Regions from separate parts of the Mus musculus genome. Here region 2 is linked to region 1. The links are chromatin contacts, called in public Hi-C maps. All regions are on one chromosome and are shown on one strand. Each heading gives the region's core, a stretch centred on a gene start, on an enhancer-like site or on the middle of the called end of the contact. The rest is flanking DNA. Distances are from core to core; before and after follow the strand shown. Region 1 holds the start of Slc39a10 (solute carrier family 39 (zinc transporter), member 10). Region 2 has its middle 200 kb from the start of Slc39a10.

What was found. A called contact is a pair of places that touch in the nucleus more often than the background predicts.
Region 2: a Hi-C map of cortical neurons shows a contact between it and region 1, with 3 times the contacts expected there. The contact joins the enhancer-like site here to the promoter of Slc39a10 in region 1. A contact is called at or near these places in 4 of 484 Hi-C or Micro-C datasets (cortical neurons, embryonic fibroblasts and embryonic stem cells) and 1 of 115 datasets of contacts at active chromatin or transcription factors (embryonic stem cells).

What each region holds. Positions count from the first base shown.
Region 1 is chr1:46,849,219-46,855,102 of GRCm38.p6, reverse strand. It overlaps Slc39a10 (solute carrier family 39 (zinc transporter), member 10), which reads left to right and starts at 1,485. Exons shown (of 10, transcript NM_172653.3): 1 at 1,485-1,632.
Region 2 is chr1:47,047,965-47,054,183 of GRCm38.p6, reverse strand. No RefSeq gene overlaps it. Among named protein-coding and RNA genes, the nearest start is that of Slc39a10, 200 kb to the right of the region's middle. Within about 2 kb of position 2,898, at least 8 of the 459 cell types and tissues checked have an H3K27ac peak or open chromatin away from gene starts, as enhancers often do. A contact at or near this core is called in cortical neurons, where this site is marked.

The sequences.
Region 1 (5,884 bases), core at 236-2,735:
TGTGTAATCCCCAGCTTAATTCATGGGTCTGAGGACTGTGGTCACTCTGCTATCTTCTTCCACTAATGTTGAGGCCTGAGGACTTATCAGAATGTCTTCCTTTGACAGCAGAGAAAGAGGAGTAGAAGAAGCTCACTGTGGTTTTAGCCACTCATTAAGCACTCGAAAGATGTTCCGTGTACAGGTAGAAAACAAAAGGCAAAACAGCTTCTTTCATGGAGTTCAAGTCAGCGAGACAGGCCACGTAGCCATACCGAATAGGTTTGGCTTTCTATGCCCCTCCTCGGTTCTCTCAGGCAAGTTACTTATTTCCTATGACTTTATTTCCTGGGTAGTCATTCTTCAGTCTGTTAGGAATATTAAATTAATACACACGCAAAGCATGCTGGAGGTACCTGATACATAAAGCTGGCAATTACTACTGCTCAGAGTTATATGCACTCTGTTCATCCATAAAGCAAGGCCAGAATTCACTTTCACTAGTAAATACGCTCAGCTTGAATACAGAAACACAGGCATCTGGGCAGAATACAAATAAGCCTAGACATGAATTAAGAGTCAGGAAGCAGAGTAATGAATAATGAAGCAAAGAGTTTGCCGAGCCTCCTTTTAAGAAAATTGTGGGTTGTTAGTTGCTTAAGAGGGGAGGAGGCCATTGAGAATGGCGGTGTGAGCAAAGGGATCCAAGAACAGGCAGGATATAAGCATGAATGCACCGGTGTTGCTGGGCGGATGGGGGGGGGGGGGCTTGCCTTTGGGTGTAAAACTGTTCCAGTAAGAGAAGGTGGTGGGAAGTCCTTGGATGGGTACCCAAAGCTACCAGAACTACGTGACATTTTTAAACTCAACTCCTTTCTGTTTGGGAAGTCCCACTGTAAGTGCTCTTTAAATGGGGGTGCGGTGGGGGGAGTTATGCAAAACACTTTGCACATAGCACTAAAGTTTAGTTTTGCCCAGAGACTGGCACGGTCGCTGGGACAGAGGGGGCGGAGTTAATTTAATATAGATGTCTAACCCGTGTACAGATCAGCAATCCTAATTGATCACTCCGAAACTTCGGCCTAGGACGCTCGTTCTCCAGGCTTCTACGTCTCATCCGCTAGCCCAAGGCCTCAGCAACCGACGTGCGAGGCCAGGCGAGGCGACCAAGGCCGTTCCACGCATGCGTTAAAAGCCGCCCCAACTCCCCCCAATCCCCGAGGAGTCCTTTCTCAGAACAAAACTAGCGCGGAGCTACAGAGCTCCGCAATTTGCGTAGATCTAATTTCTTCCAGTTGCCGCCAGTCGGTGTAGCTCCCGCCGGTGCCGCCGCTCTCCTACGCCAGGCGCGTCCGCGAAGTGAATGGCTGAACGCTGCCGGTGCGCCGCCGGCGTAGCGCCGATCAGGCCGAGGTGCGGCTGCGCAGGGCGCCCGAGCGGGCCGGGTGCGCCGCCGGCGTAGCGCTGAGGCGGCCAGGGTGCGGCTGCGCAGGGAGCCGGAGCAGGCTGAGTGCGCCGTCGGCGTAGAGCGCCGGCTCTCGCGCTAGGCTCCGCGACGCAGATAGCGCAGGCGGCTTTGGAGAATACACGACTGGGTGCAGCCGGGGTTTGGTACCGAGCGGAGAGGAGATGCACACGGCACTCGAGTGTGAGGTAACTATAAAACCCCGATTTGTTTACATTCCCTCCCCCAGAACCGGCCCCGTGCGCGGCGGAGCCTGGGAGTCCCGGGACGGCTGGGGAGGCTGGGCGGCCGGGTTGGGGCTGGCACCGGGGCCTCTGGGTTGGGACGCGTGTGTTCGCAGCTGCTGCAGGCGGTGGCGGCGAGCAGGAGAGCGGCGCGTGAGGCTGGGGCCAGCCGAGTGTGCCGCGTCGGCGGTGGGGGACCCGCGCCCCACGGCCTGCTGCGGGGCCGCGGAGCGGGCAGCGCCGGTTGAGGGCTGCGCGGGCTTCCCGCGGCCGCCGTACGGGGGACCCGGGACCCGAGGCAGGTCCCAGGGGCTCGTCTGCGGGGGGTAACGGACGGCGGCCGCTCAGCTCCGGGCCAACCGAAAAGGCTCGGTGGGGCGCGCGGGAACTGCGTGTGGCGCAGCCCACGGGTCCCGGAGCCGGGTTGTGGGGCGACCGTGGTGCGGCCGCGGGCTTTGTTCCCGGCCACCGGGGTGTAGGGTGGCGTGGGCGCGGTTGGGAGCGGAGGGAAGTGGCCGGCCCACCGCGGGGTCCGCATCCGCTCCACGCTTCGCTCCTCCCTTGGGGGGGGGGGGGTCTTCGGAACTCTCCAGCCTGGCGAGGCGTCGGGTGGCGTGACGTGGAAGGGCTTCCTGCGGCTTCTGAGAAGACGCGTTCACGTGGGAGCCTGTCCACATGGGCCGAGTTTAAGGAGCTGGGCACGTGGAAGAAATCTCACCGCAGGACGCCCCGCCACCGATTTGGAAGGGTCCTTCACCCCAGTGTCTGCTCCAAGTGACACAAAGCATGAGTTAAAAGACAGTACAACCCACCGTCTCCTAGAAACTTATTTATGTCTCCGTTAAGTGCGGTAACTAGCGGGTGACAGGTTTCTTGTATGTTTTCTTTTTGGATGTGTATCTAATGGTAATTAAGAAAAAGTAATACAAGAGCTGGAGGCTTAGAATTGTTAACAGTGCTATTGGGAAGCCTAAACAAAGCAGAACTTCTGTGTACAGAGTAATGTTAGGATTCCCGTAATCTACAAGTATTTGAGTACCTTGTGAGTCATTTCTCCTGGACCTTGGGAGTCCATCCCACACACCCCTCTTCCTATGTGCATTGGACATTACAGTAGGATGAAAGACACATCAGTGATAAAGTGATAAATGCTGTGAAGGAAATAAAATGTGCTGGTGGGCATTTTTAGCATTTGGTGTTTTCTAGAATAAGGGTCTTGGATTGTGACTATAGATTATTAAGGGTACATAAAGTTACATTGAAAGAGTTAATGGGAAACTATTTGGCTTTGATGGAGTAAGCCATACTTGAATAAAGCATTAAATATCAACGGTACTGGCCTGCCTAATAATGACTAACTTCAAACTAGCAAGAACTAAAAATTATACTTAAAGGATTTAAGTGTTTTGTATTACTGTAATTTTGGCCTGTATTCAGGAAGTTACATCCTCACCGAAAAGTAACTGAATTTCAGTGGTTTTAATCTCTCCCCAAATTGACAAAACTGAATTCTATCAACTAAGCGTGGTTAGGAACCCATGCGCAAGAATGAATGGTTTTGGTGCTACTTTAAAAGAGGTGGCAAAGACGATTTCTCAGGTGATACCTGAAGGCACAGATCTATAAACCCAGCTACTTTGGGAGCAGGGGTGGGAGGAGACTGAGGAAGGAAGCTGGCAAGTTAGAGTCCTGGAGCTTGTCTTAAAAGTTAAGTAAAAGAGCTGAGTGGTAGGAAACTTGCCCAGGGTTTGCACAAATCTACACTTAATTGTTAGTACTGCAAATAATGTATGCCTGTATGGATATGTATCATGAGCTATGCAGGTGAATACCCTTTATCTGAAATGTTCAGGACCAGAAGTGTTTTCAGCTTTTGTTTGTGAATTAGGAGATATTTGGATATATTAAATAATGGAGTGTTTCTTGGGCTAGGGCCCAATTCTGAACATAAATTGAACTTTTACTTTGTATAAGCCAGGGTACTTACACTGAAGGACATTTTACAACCTTTTTTCTAAAGTTAGAGTTTGCCTGAGACCTGTCCAGACAAAGTTGGAGCATGTTAGTTCCCAGAACATTGTAAATTCCGTAGCATTTCAGATTTCATTACAAGGTGCTACCTGGATTAGGTCTTCCTTTTACAGCCTCTAGTCCCCTGAGATAGCTTGTAAACTACCACCCTCATCCCACTTTTTTGTCCAGACTTTTGTTTTTTCTTGATGCTTTCCCTATGTAGCTCTTGTGTGTCTGGAACTCAGGATCCACTTTCCTCAGTCCTTGGAGTCACCTTTGGCTCTGCCAGATTTTCAACCCTGGTTTGAATTACTTTGAGGAGGCCTAATGTTTAGCATGCAAGCATTGCTCTAGGAAACCTAAGCGATATATGGAGAAGATAGGGGTGTGTGTGTGTGTGTGTGTGTGTGTGTGTGTGTGTGTGTGTGTGTGTGTGTGTATTTTTTCCTCCCCAAGGGAAATTGTTCAATAGCTGAGCTGAACATTTGTTCTTAATTAAAGAAATTTATATTACATTCCTCTTGGCTCTGCAGAACCCTGGGTATTGAGCAGTATTGGGATGAATTTAGGGATTTGGAGTGAGGTTAAAGATTCAAAAACTGGATATACTATTAACTAATTTGGTTACCTTTGCAGGTTGCTTTAGCCTGGAAGTATTATAAAACCTATTCAGGAGTTTAATACGGCCTTTAATGATGATGAACCAGATAGTTGTTCTAACCCTTTCTACATTCAAACGTTTCTGTAATGATTGAATTTACTCTTTTGTTTTGCCTGATAATTGATTACCCTAGGATGATACTTAATGCTTCTACTCCTTGGGCCTTTGAGAGAATACATCTTTTAAATCTGTAGCTCATATGTAATAGCTGATAACTGTACATTTGCCTTTTTACCACTTTTATTCTGTACTTACCTGTGTATGTTTTGGTTTCTTTACAAAGCCAGATTTCTGAAGCCTATACCCCACAGCTTTTTGTCACAAAGCATCCCTGTGCTATGACACATTCAGTGACTGGGTGTAGGTAGGTAGCTTGTCTGTTGGTTTCAAACTCAGCATTGACTTAAAATCATGTGGATAAAAATACTAGTCATGAGTGTAGTGCCTGCCTCAGGAGTGGAAGTGCTGAGTTTTGTATCAAAAGGACTTAGTCACTAATACTTTAAACCAACATTAGATAAAGGAGACAACTGAAATTGCACGAGAAATGGAGGCAATCAAAGAACCTTCTTATCACAGTGATTTAATTTTAAGCCATCTTTCATCGTGTAACTCATACTAAAAATTATACACAAGGCTGGGGTGTATCTTAGCAGATGAGCTGTCTCCATAGTGCAGCCACTAACTTCCATAGTGACTTGCTGGGTTTCTCTAGCCCTACAGCAAAATGAGTGAATACAGTGTCATATCCTCTTTCTCTGTCTTTGTGTCTTGTCTGTGAGTTGATTTCCTGATACAATCCTCAACAGTTTGCTGCCCCCTAGTGTTTGATTTACTTTGAAGTTTCTTGGCACCTGCCCTTAGACTGCATTCCCTTGGATGCACCTATGGCTTTCCAGCTGCTCACTGCTGCCAATAAGAATGTGTAGCTATTTTTTTTTAAACTGATTGTGATTACATTTAGCCCTGAGTTTTCTAAGTGGGGGGAAAAAAAAACTGGATAGACAGAGAATCAAGGTACCTTCCAAAAGAATATGTGGGCTATTTTTGTTTTTAATTGCAAAAGCAATTTGTTAAAATTAGAGAGGTAAATGTTTGAAGTTAGCTTTGTATGTGAACAGTTTTCTTTATTTAATCTGGGCTTCTTGTCTTGAAAAGGGTTGTAAACTTTCTGGCTTATTTTGAACCATGTAACTGTGTTGTGCTGATAATAAAGTTTGAAAACGTCAAAATCACATGGTGACTTTGTTTTAAAAATTAATTTTTGAAAAAAAGAAAGTCTCTAGGTTATTACCATTAGATTTCTTCATCTTTTATGGTTTCAGATATTGCCAATTATCAGTTTCCAAAACATTTGTTTTTATAAAATCTGTGGTTGGGCCACAGTCATGCTTAGATTTTTCTGAAATAAGAAAATATTTTAATTCTCGGTTAAAACTTACTGAAACATTTAGAAGTGTGTTCAATAGGTATAAAGCAATATAAAACTGAAATGAGAAATTTTAAATAACACAGTTACTGAAATCATTACCAGCTCACTGT
Region 2 (6,219 bases), core at 1,649-4,148, 200 kb before region 1:
AAAGAAAGGTTGGACTCTTCTCAGTGCATCAAGATGATAAGAACCAGGCAACAATGTGCTGTTTTATGGGATATCACCTTGGGTGTAAGTTAAGGTGATGTCTGACAGTTTTCTTCACTATAAAGTTACTCTTTTCCCTTTAGAGTTAATAAATATCTAGAGAATATTTATGTACACAGGGCTTTTCTGTGTAGTTCCAGCTGCCCTGGAATTCACTCTGTAGACCAGGCTAGCTTCAAACTCAGAGATTAAACCTGACTCTGTCTCCCTAGTGCTGGGATTAAAGGTATGCACAACCACCACCACTAGGATGAGAGTAATACTTTTAAATTATGCAAAAATTTGCTAATCATACTTTGTCTATGATTTAGCATCAATATATAAATCTTGAAAAAATTATTACCGAATATCTACATAATGATGGGTCTTCTACTTTTCTCTTTTTAAAAACATTTATTAAATGTCTTCTACTAAAGAAATATCTGATGGTTCTTCTCCATTATTATGTAAACATCTGGTTTAAGTTCTTGGTTTTTTAGTTATAATCCAATACTATGTTTATTTTGAGAGACCAAATCTTGAGTTCAAATTCCATCTTAGAGAACCTGATCTAAGCTTGAACTCAAGTTAACTAACAGGCCAATATCTAACACCAGTTTCCAGGTTACCCTGCAACAAATCCTGTGTCTAGAACCAGTTTCCAGGTTATTCCCCAACAAATCTGCACCTCCAGGTTATAAGCCTGCCCCTGACACTTCACTTCCTAACCTCCACCAATCAGGAGAAAAACAAAAGTGAAGTTTATGGTTTGGCTTCTAGCACCAGCCAGTAATAGTAAAGGCCATATCAAATGTGTGCCAAGCTAGATACCCCCTTCTTGCCTCTATGAATGCTTGCCTGAAACTGCCCTCTCCCATTCTGCTGCATTAGGCATGGTGTTGTGGCCCAACCTTGAGCTTAAATAAAGAGACACTAATGTGATTGTATCATAATTGGCTCCTTGGTATTCTTTTGGGGTTCATGAATGCTTCTAGGCACAACAGGTTATGTTGTTGTTCAAATTATTCTAGTCGCAGCCTTTGATTTTGGACATCCTTAAATTTGGTTCATAATTCTCTTCTTTTTCAACGCCAGCAAAACCTGATTAAGTTCTTTGCAAAATGCATCATCCTGACTCTGATTCCATCATACCTGTGCATTCATAATAAGGCTCATGAATACATTGGACCTACACAGATAATTTAGATAAGCTCGGTATCCTAGGGTCAAGTGATAAGAAACCTGAATGCATCTGAAATTTCTTCTTGACATTAACTTTGCATACTCAAGCTCCTGAGGTTAGACCATGTATGTGCATCATTCTGCTCAGAACACTTGTATCTCTGATTATAATTCTACATCTCAGCGCTAATCCTAATCTCTGTCCCCTATTTCTGCTTCTTTCTCTGACTATGTAAAGCCTCGCTCTCATTCTATGTGATTATTACTTAATATTACTTTCTAAAAACCCCATTAAATTGTTTCCAGTATTCATACTCTGTGAGAAACAAATTTAATAGACATAGTATAGTATCCATACCCATTTGTTTTGTTTAATCTCACAGTATTAAACAAAAGTCATGTTTCACGTGCTGGTTTTTCCTTTCCGATGTCCTCTGTTAACTTGTAGAAGAGTAAAACACACAATTAACTCTGTTCCTCTATTGGGGGCTTCCTTACATCAAGGTTGCTTTTAAATGCTTTGTTTGAATTTCCTTGTAAACATACAAGAATATCCATCATATCCTATGTGATTAATATTTTTTGTTGATAAAGACAAGACCAGTGCTCAAAAGCAGCTCAATAAATATTCCTTTACTATAGAGATTTCATAGTCATAGACAGTAGGCCAAATACATCCAATAATCCTATTTTAAGTAATATTTTCCAGTATTCAGCAAGTATCTGTTTTTAATTTCAAAAACTACTTACAAAAACACTAATAATTATTGCCCCACATCCAAAAATTGAAAGGACAGGATTAGAAAGGACAGGATTAGAACACTAAACTCACATTTGCAGATGGCAGTGACTGGGGAGAACTAAGAAGTGACTCCATGCCTGAGAACTCTTCAAACTGACTTCTTTGCTGCTTCCTGGCCCCTCCCACTTTTTTCACATTCATTCATCGTGAGACATGGTGGATGATCTGAGGGAAATGCAACTGAGTAACAAGTTCAGGTTAGATTAACATAGTAAAACTATAGAACCACCTATTGATTATTTTAGGTATAGAAAAATTTTCAAAGTACATTCTGGACAAAACATCATTACAAGATCTTCATGAAGGGAGTAAATTTCTCCTGTTTTACTAAAGAGACAAAGGAGACCCCAAAAAGTTAACTTAATGAAGAATGACAATTTGATCAGGGATTCACAGTCCTTAAGGATGCCAGATGGTAAAAACAGATTGGATAACAACATCTAGGTGATTAGAAAAGTCTGCACAGAGAAAAATCACAGAAAAGCTGGAAAAGATTTTTAAGAGAAGAAAACTTTCAGAATAGTAAGATATACAATAAGGAAAAGAGAATAGAAGGATAAGAAAGTAGTTAAAAGAACAGCTGGTAACGAGAGAGAGCAAAGCCCTAACCTGAAACTATCAGACACCGAGCAAAACGCCAAGAGGGTAAAGGAAGCTGCAGAAGCAATAAGACCCCAGGCAGCCTTTGTAGAGTGAGGACTGTCCACACATGGTTCCTAACCCAAATCTAAGTGCTCATTAGATAGACAGGGAACCTTCTGCTTCACCACAGTGGATTAAATCAACTGCACATAACTGGTGTACTTAGTCATCCTGCTTCTAGTGTGGGCTGTCTAAAATAAAGCCTTGAGAATGTGGGTGGATGTTAATTACTCTTGTTGAACTCATACTCCTCAGTCATTTCTTTGAACATATTCCCTTCTTGTTCCTAACTGGCAATCAGGCCTGCTATGGTAACCTGAACCTGCTCTGAGTTACTCTGTGATGCCAGGGATTGCTCCTTTTTATTATAGAACAACAGTTTTGACCTGACTCACTCTACTTTGAACAGAGGAATGACTGAATAACTTATGCAAGTCCCATTGGTCAACACTCTATGAGTTACAAATTGATAAATAATCCTTTAATGCCAATAAATATCTATATCATGGATATCAAATCAAATTAGAAACATCAGACACTTGATCTTATCAATCATGACTTGGATAACACTCTCCCATCTGAGACTGGAAAAGAAAGACACATGACAGGCATGCAGATCTGTCTCTAGGTTAGTTGCCATGAGCCTCTTTTGGAAAGCTATTTCCACGAAGAACATTTACCTGTGTCCCTTGTTTCATGTGAAGTTTCTTCCACTCATGACATTCAGTCCACTTCAAGACACCTCAAAAAAGCTTTTCCACCCAGACTGAGCTACATATCTCTGCTTTGTATTCCAAACAACTCCTTGCCTACAGCTTATAAAACTTCTCATCAAAACTCCTACAGAACTTCCCCCTTGTGCCTGTATGAGCCATCTCCTCCCACATTCAGAACAGCTTCTATCATGCAAAAGTCTCTTTAACCTTTTCTTAGCAATTCAGTAACATGTACATGTGTGTTGCTGACTGGCTGACTAGCTGGCTGGCTGGCTGGCTGGCTGGCTGGCTGGCTGGCTGGCTGGCTGGGAGATAGATAGATAGATAGATAGATAGATAGATAGATAGATAGATAGATAGAGTGGCATGGTATGTGAGAGCTAACATTGGCAATTAAGATTGGAATGAAAACCTGCGATTAGAAATGGTCATACGAAATCAACAGGACCTGTTGAACTATATGTAACAAGATTGACATGTTATTCAAAAGTTCTGATATGGGAAGACAAAATCACTTCCATCTATGTTCCTAGTTCACTGTGTTTACAGCATCAATCTGCTTGGCTCCAGGTTGGGATTTCTGACTACTTTTATCATTGTTATTTTGCCTCGTGCTTCTTGTTCTGATGGTAAGTGCTTAACAAGCATTCAAGAAACAAATGTACTGGAAACGGTGGGGCAGGAAGAGAAAAGGAGAAAAAAAATAAAAAGTAATAAATTTCCCAATTGGGAATATCTGCTAATCTTGTTGTCTAAATATCCCATCCATGGTGAATCTCAAGCTACATTCATAGTGTCATGAAAATAGAAAGAGATGTGACATAAAATACTAATTTATAGGGTATCCACATAGCATAAATATCCACGAAATTTCTACAATAAAGATAATAAAATGTACAGAAATAAGTATGATTCCATGTGAAGTGCTTGTTATTTTGTTTTTTGTTTTTTGTTTGTTTGTTTTGTTTGTTTTTTGTTTTGGGGTTTTTTTTTTTTGGGGGGGGGGGTCGAGACAGGGTTTCTCTGTATAGCCCTGGCTGTCCTGGAACTCACTTTGTAGACCAGGCTGGCCTCCAACTCAGAAATCCCCCTGCCTCTGCCTCCCGAGTGCTGGGATTAAAGGTGTGTGCCACCATGCTCAGCTTACTTTGTTTTTAATGCAATGTATTAAATCACAAAATGATATCATTTAATTTTTCATAATTTCTGAGTTCAATACCCACCTAATAAAATATCTGGAAACTTAGCAATTGGTCTCTGTGAGCCAGGATTTCGCCAACTATTATTACATTTCAAAATTCTAGATAACATGAGATATTTCAGTGGGCTAGAAATTTTATTCAAGTTTTTATAAGTACATTTATTTTTTGAATCTGAGATACCTATTCTTTAAAAATGTCATTTAAAAGGAGAAAACTGTTTGGGTTTCACTTTTTTATCTTATTTTCCTGTTTTTTGTTTCTTTGTTTGTTTGTTTGCTGTTTTGAGAGAAAGTTTCATTTAGCCCAGGTTGGCTTCAAATTAGCTCTATACCTAAAGCTACCTTTGAATTTCCAATCCTCCTTCCTCTACTTCCTAAGAGCCAGGACTGCAAGACTGCATGACCATACCACCTAAAAGATTTAATCTTTGTGTTGTCTCCCCCATAAATTGTTCCATTTCTTTCCAAAGCTTTTCCAGGTTTTGCAAAGCAGCAGCCAGTTTCTTAGACGCCAATGGAGTCAACCCAGATGGCTATAGTCTGTGCCCACATAAAATCCACGTAGCTAGCTAGCGCTCTCTCTCTCTCTCTCTCTCTCTCTCTCTCTCTCTCTCTCTCTCTCTCTCTCTCTCTCTCCTCTCTCTCTCTCTCTCTCTCTCTCTCCTCTCTCTCCTCTCTCTCTCTCTCTCTCTCTCTCTCTCTCATCTCTCTCTCTCTTCTCCCTCCTCCTCCTCCTCCTCCTCCTCCTCCTCCTCCTCCTCCTCCTCCCTCCCTCCCTCCCTCCCTCCTTCCCTGTGCCACTGTTGGACACTGAAGTCCTTTCTCTGGGTGAAGTAGGGGTGAAGAGTCTTCATTCTCTGAAGGTGTACTGAAATCAAGTGAAATCGACAAATCAGTTGGAGAGAAATTGTACATGCTTATTACACTCATGCACACAGTCACAGAACACTAGTACACACTAGCTTAATATGACTTTAAAAGTCATGCATATTATTCACTGTGTTGGGGACTGAGGAATCATGGCTGATTCTTTGTTTTGTTTTGTTTTTTTATGAAACTCAGTAGGCTTAGAAATACACAATGGCCTAGAACAAAGTCTGTTGAGTGTGACACCCAACCCACAATAATTCTAAGTGAGTTTCTAGGGGACTGAAATAGAGGACAGTGGTGTGACAAATGTCTGTGAGGTGCCCTGACACATTTCACTCTTTCTCCTGTGTTGGGAAGGTAAGGAAAGCTCATGGAAGGGATGAGGAGGAGTCGTGCCATGTCTTCTTCACTGAGACAGGTGAGTAAATTCACAGAGCCTCGCCTCGAGCTTAGGTGGAGAACAAGAAGCAAAACAAAGGTAGAGGAAGTTTCGATTGATTAGAAAGGCTGTACATTTCTTTGAGACAAAATTGGTCAGAGCAAAGGAGATCATATTTTTGGAGTATTATGTCTCAGGGCCCAACACGAATGTTTTATGACCTAGTCTTGGAAAATCTGATTAAACACCTTTTCACCTCAAAAAGGTCACTGAAGCCACATCCGTGAGTCCCTCCAGGTCTGCTTAGTGAACATGGATGGAAACATGAACATTATACCACCACAACTCCCTCAACACTGTTGGTAGCTCAGCAGGTCAGCTCTCCTCA